Linked DNA regions of Pan troglodytes: region 1 is linked to region 2. A link is a contact called in public capture Hi-C data. All regions are on one chromosome and are shown on one strand. Each heading gives the region's core, a stretch centred on a gene start, on an enhancer-like site or on the middle of the called end of the contact. The rest is flanking DNA. Distances are from core to core; before and after follow the strand shown.

Evidence for each region. Capture Hi-C pulls out chosen DNA fragments and counts their contacts.
Region 1: a capture Hi-C map of stem cell-derived neural stem cells shows a contact between it and region 2, with 2.9 times the contacts expected there. The contact joins two enhancer-like sites. A contact is called at or near these places in 3 of 7 Hi-C or Micro-C datasets (blood, induced pluripotent stem cells and stem cell-derived neural progenitor cells) and 1 of 1 other capture datasets (stem cell-derived neural stem cells).

What each region holds. Positions count from the first base shown.
Region 1 is chr23:35,677,003-35,679,702 of NHGRI_mPanTro3-v2.0_pri, forward strand. The region is part of intron 5 of LARGE1 (LARGE xylosyl- and glucuronyltransferase 1); the gene reads right to left. Among named protein-coding and RNA genes, the nearest start is that of LARGE1, 340 kb to the right of the region's middle. Within about 2 kb of position 1,324, at least 1 of the 24 cell types and tissues checked has an H3K27ac peak or open chromatin away from gene starts, as enhancers often do. A contact at or near this core is called in stem cell-derived neural stem cells, where this site is marked.
Region 2 is chr23:35,613,474-35,616,173 of NHGRI_mPanTro3-v2.0_pri, forward strand. All of the region lies in intron 6 of LARGE1 (LARGE xylosyl- and glucuronyltransferase 1), which reads right to left. Among named protein-coding and RNA genes, the nearest start is that of LARGE1, 400 kb to the right of the region's middle. Within about 2 kb of position 1,283, at least 5 of the 24 cell types and tissues checked have an H3K27ac peak or open chromatin away from gene starts, as enhancers often do. A contact at or near this core is called in stem cell-derived neural stem cells, where this site is marked.

The DNA.
Region 1 (2,700 bases), core at 74-2,573, 64 kb after region 2:
AGTACTATAGAAGACGGTACAAAGTACAAGGTAATTCCATTGTGCCTTTACTTCCACTTGGGGATTTGGCTACTGATCAAAGGAATTCCTAATGCTCTAAATCCCCTTTAAAAAAATCACCTAATTCCGAAAGTGAGTCATTTATCTAAACACTCATTGTGTGTGCCAAATTCTGTACTAGATACTAAGGAAAGAGGAGTAAATGAAAAATGTTCCTCTTTCTTAGAAGATCACCATTAAATGGGAGAAAATATTATTATGTTTATAATAACAATCGCATTTGTTGAATGCTTACTATGTAACAGACAGTATACTAAAGCAATTTACAAGTATCTTTTAATTCACCCAATAACCTTTATTACTGTGTGTGATGTAGACATCAAGGAAATCACCCAATTATAATGAATTATAGGAGCTGGGATTAAAAATCAGATTTGCCTCTTTCCAAAAACCTTAATCGTTTTTGGAAACTGATTCAAATATGATACTCACATGATTATTACACAGTGAAATCTGTATATAAATTCTTACCAACATTCTTAGAACATAGCAAAATTCATTGTACTCAGAAATGGGAAGTAAAATCAGGAAAGACGAAGGTGACTACTAGATTGAGCTCATACTGTTAGCAGTAACAAACATTCCAATGCAGTTATAATAGAGTCATACACCTTCTCAGAACAAATGTTTCTCCAATCTCTAAAGGACTGCAAGTGGCCAGTAACGCTCTACTGAGAAAGCTGTTAACACCAAAATACAAAGCAGGAAGGGAAGCTTGGAAACATATGTCCAGACCCAGGAAGATTGTTACAATGGATTTTTAACTTCTGTACTTTAGAGTGTGTGATATGGTTTGGCTGTGTCCCCACCCAAATCTCATTTTGAATTCCCAGGTGTTGTGGAAGGGACCTGGTGGGAGGTAATTGAATCATGGGGGCAAGTCTTTCCCGTGCTGTTCTTGTGACAGTGAGTAAGTCTCATGAGATCTGATGGTTTTAAAAAGAGGAGTTCCCCTGCACAAGCTCTCTCTTTGCCTGCTGCCATCCATGTAAGATGGGACTTGCTCCTCCTTGCCTTCCACCATGATTGTGAGGCATCCCCAGCCACGGGGAATTTTAAGTCCAGTTAAATCTCTTTCTTTTGTAAATTGCCCAGTCTCGGGTATATCTTTATCAGCACCATGAAAACGGACTAATACAGTGTGCCAGGGAAAGTCTCAGCCTTCTAAAACTAACGGCTAGCATTTGTACATTACGGAGGGTCCTGAGCAGGAGCCAAGTGGAGCCTGGATGTCCTCCTTCAGGACACTGATAAAGACCTGCTGCAGCCCCAGCCCAGGGCTGGCCACACTTTGGAATTACATGGGCGCACTACTGGGCCTACCCCAGAAAAACTAAACTATGACATCTAGTGGTAGGGCCTGGCATTGCTGCTTGTTTGGGTTTGGAACACAAGCCATGCTAAAGTGTCATCCAGAGTGGCCCCTAGCATTGTTTTGGTGGTGTTGTTTTGTGTTACCAACAGTACCAAGTGATTCTTAGGTGCAATCAAGCCTGAGGTACACAACAATTGGGAAGTGAGCCAATCAATTAATTCTAACTGGGGAAGATCAAGACCCAACTTAATAGCACAGCTCTGTAACTTTATTTTCTGTTTGCACAGAATTGCTGAGTTCCTACATAGTACACATATTTTTTAATCCCCTGGGAATATTTAAGCGTCCTTGATCTGGAAGCAACATGGAATGATGGCACAAGCACTGTCTTCAATACAAGCTGGAGTGTGGTCAATTCCCTTCTCTGAATTTCAGGTTTTGCATCTGTAAAGCAGACACAAGGCGGCCGGGCGCAGTGGCTCACGCCTGTAATTCCAACACTTTGGGAGGCCAAGGTGGGCAGATCACCTGAGCTCGGGAGTTTGAGACCACCCTGACCAACACGGAGAAATCCCATCTCTACTACAAATACAAAATTAGCCAGGCATGGTGGTGCATGCCTGTAATCCCAGTTACTTGGGAGGCTGAGGCAGGAGAATCGCTTGAACCCAGGTGGCGGAGGTTGCGGTGAGTCGAGATCGCACCACTGCACTCCAGCCTAGGCAACAAGAATGAAACTGTCACAAAAAAAAGAAAAAAAAAAAAAGCAGACACAAGGCCACCTATTGCTCTGTCAGCCTGAAAATGGGATGATGTACAGGAAAATACCCAGCAGAGGACCTGACAGAATCGAGCTGCTGGTTCATTCTGAATCAAGAAGGAAGAAATATTTCATTATGTGACAGGTGGAATAAAGGCCTGATCACAGTGAGTGAGCTCGAGACGCTAGTCCTTTACCACATGTCATCAGTTGTGATTTTCTCTCCTTTATAACGGCTGGTTTTGGAGGGTGGGACTTATGTATATATACAATGTAAGGGCAATACACACACTCTGGGACATAATGTACAATAAGTAATAGCAGCACATTAATAATAACAGGGGATGAGAAAGGGGAGTTTCAGCAGTGCTATTATGCCTCTGAATAAGATGTTGATCATTGCTTGCTATTTTCTCTTCAAACATGTTATTTAGCCAGTAGTGAGCAGATTTAAAACCCACTGGGGTTCTTGAATTCAGCCTGGCTGAGTGGTTAAATCCAGTGAAAATATTCTAGTTAGATGAGTTTTTAGCCAAGGGAGTTGAGTATACAAAAGCATACATAA
Region 2 (2,700 bases), core at 33-2,532:
GAGAGACAATCACGAATTTCAGTCCTATTAAAGTGAGTCAGAAACACAGACCTATAAAGGGGTGAAACAATCACTTCATTTGATAGAAGGGGACAGCCAAGGCCCAGAGATAGTGACCTAAGCTCACTGAGGCTGTCACTGAGGCTGTCAATAACATGAACACACAGCACTGCGTGAACAGCATGAACCAGGCAGTGTGCTAAGTGCTTTAGGTAAAGGATCTCCTCGCAGGCATGTAATGTTCCTATCTTTATTTTGCTATTGAAAATAAAAACAAATTGATATCGAGCAGTTTATTTGTTCAAGTTCTCAGAAAACAGTAGAACCAAGAATGAACCCCTCCCATTTCAGCAGGTGTAGCTAAAAAAAAAAAAAAAAAAAAAAAAATTAAAAAACAACAAAAAAGAATGAATGCTGCATGATGTGATTCCAGACCGCAAGCTCTTGACCCCAAAGCCACCCTTGTTGGTGCTGAGGCCCAGAAACCTAGATTTTAATGCAGGTCCCTAGACTTTCGCTCCAAATACTCCTTCTTTCACAGCATTGCAAGTGGCTTTTCCAGTGCAAATTGATGCACAGAGACCTAGAAAGAGAGCAGCAAATCTATCCATGACAAACTGTTCATCCCTGCAGACATCACATCCATGAAAAGGTAAACTCCGGAGGGTCTGCTTGCTGTTTGTTGCTGCTGTATTCTGAGGGCCTGTTAGCGTACCTGACACATGATTGGCACTTGGTATGTGTTTGTTGAATGAATGAACTCATTTTCACAGGGAGCAGAAAATAGACAGCCAGGACGATCTTTCCCAGAACACTGGAGCTAAACAAGAACTCTGGACTCATCAACAACACATTCAACGAGAAAACAGCCAGAAAAGCTACCCCAGAAACCCCCTCATTTTATACACTGAAGAACCCAGGCAGGGGAGGCAGTAGTCCCCGGACTTAATCTGCCCAAAAGGTGGTGCATGGAAAGTTCCCTGGTCGGCGCCCTGGATCTTACAAAAGGCTTCCAGAATGATGAACACTGGCAGGAAGAAGGTGCTCCTGCCCGACAAGATCAGGATGAGAGGTGACGAGTCCAGAGTCACCCCTCACCCTCCCCTTGGCCTCTCACCCTTTGGCTTGCCTTCCCCAGTTAGCAAAGAACACTCCTACCTGTGTATTCCACACACACAGCACCAGCCTGGCACCTTGCCAGCTTCACAGAGTCCGGGAGTGAGCAACGCCACCGTGTCCAGGCCCTCTAAGAGCCTGAGCTTCACCAGCGTGAGAAGAGCAATCAATGATAAACAGATAAATCCATAGTGAAAGCTGAGAGTTTGTTGCAGAGGATGCAGGGAGGGTGTGAGGGATGCTGTTTGAGAGAAGACTGATGGCGGAGGCCCCTCTGCTAAGGTGAGCTCTGGGCAGAAACCTGCAGGAAATGAAGGAGCGAGGGCTAGGGCTATCTGGGGAGAGAGGCTTAAAGGCGGGGAAACAGTAAGCACAAAGCAGGCAAGGCAGATGTGTGCCTGGTGTGACGAAGGCAGGCAAGACATCCAGCGGGCTGAAATAGTGTGAGGATGTGGGGAGAGGCCCACATCCCTATGTCTCACCAGGGCCAGCTTTAGGGACACGGGATCTAAAGGGCCTTGTGCTGACAAAGACCCTGTGCTTGGTTTAATGGCTTGCTATCACCATTTTGAAACTCCTAACACATTTTTTTAAAAAAAGGAAGCCCCACCTTTCATTTTGCACCAGGCCTCACAAAGTATACAGCTGGTCCTGCATCCCATCAGACCACTGAGGACAGACCAAGATGATGGGGTGGAAGCCTCCCCAATTTCCTCCTATTATTATTATTATTATTTTTGAGACAGTCTCCTTCTGCCATCAGGCTGGAGTGCAGTGGCGCCATCTCCGCTCACTGCAACCTCCGCCTTCCGGGTTCAAGCGATTCTCCTGCCTCAGCCTCCCAAGTAGCTGGGACTACAAGCAGGCGCCACCACGCCTGGCTAATTTATTTTTAGTAGAGATGGGGTCTCGCCATGTTGGCCAGGATGGTCTCGATCTCTTGACCTTGTGATGCGCCCACCTCGGCCTCCCAAAGTGCTGTGATTACAGGCGTGAGCCACCATGCCCAGCCCACTTCCTCCTATTTAAGCACCTCTGTCCCCTGTTTACTAGACAGTAGTAAGTACTCAAGGGAACACATCATTTTCTTTTTATATGTTGACTATAGCCTTAAAAGGCAAACACGCACTCTTATATTGCTACCAACTCTTTGTTATCTACATTAAAAAAGGGACGAGGAGTGTGAATAATTCAGAAGAGCTGATGAAAATCCTCAGCTCTGGGAAGCAGCATGTGGCATTTTTTTCCCTACAAATTCCCCTTAACTGTGAATACGTATTAACTGATGATTCCAGAGCTATACACCTGAGCCACTAGAAAGCTAACTCTGGATTACTAAGAGAAGCTACCATAGGATGAAAAATTGGAAAGTGGCTACAAACTTATATCCCTCAACCCCTCCACACCCCTCTCTGTCCCATCATCACCCAACAAGTACTAAAGACGCACTCTAACCTCTAGGAAAGTTGTCCAATAAAAAGGGCTGAACTCGGTGGAGGAGAGCTACAAAAACATACATATAATGCACAAAGAATTCTTTTTTTGAGACAGTCTCGCTCTGTTGCCCAGGCTGGAGTGCAGTGG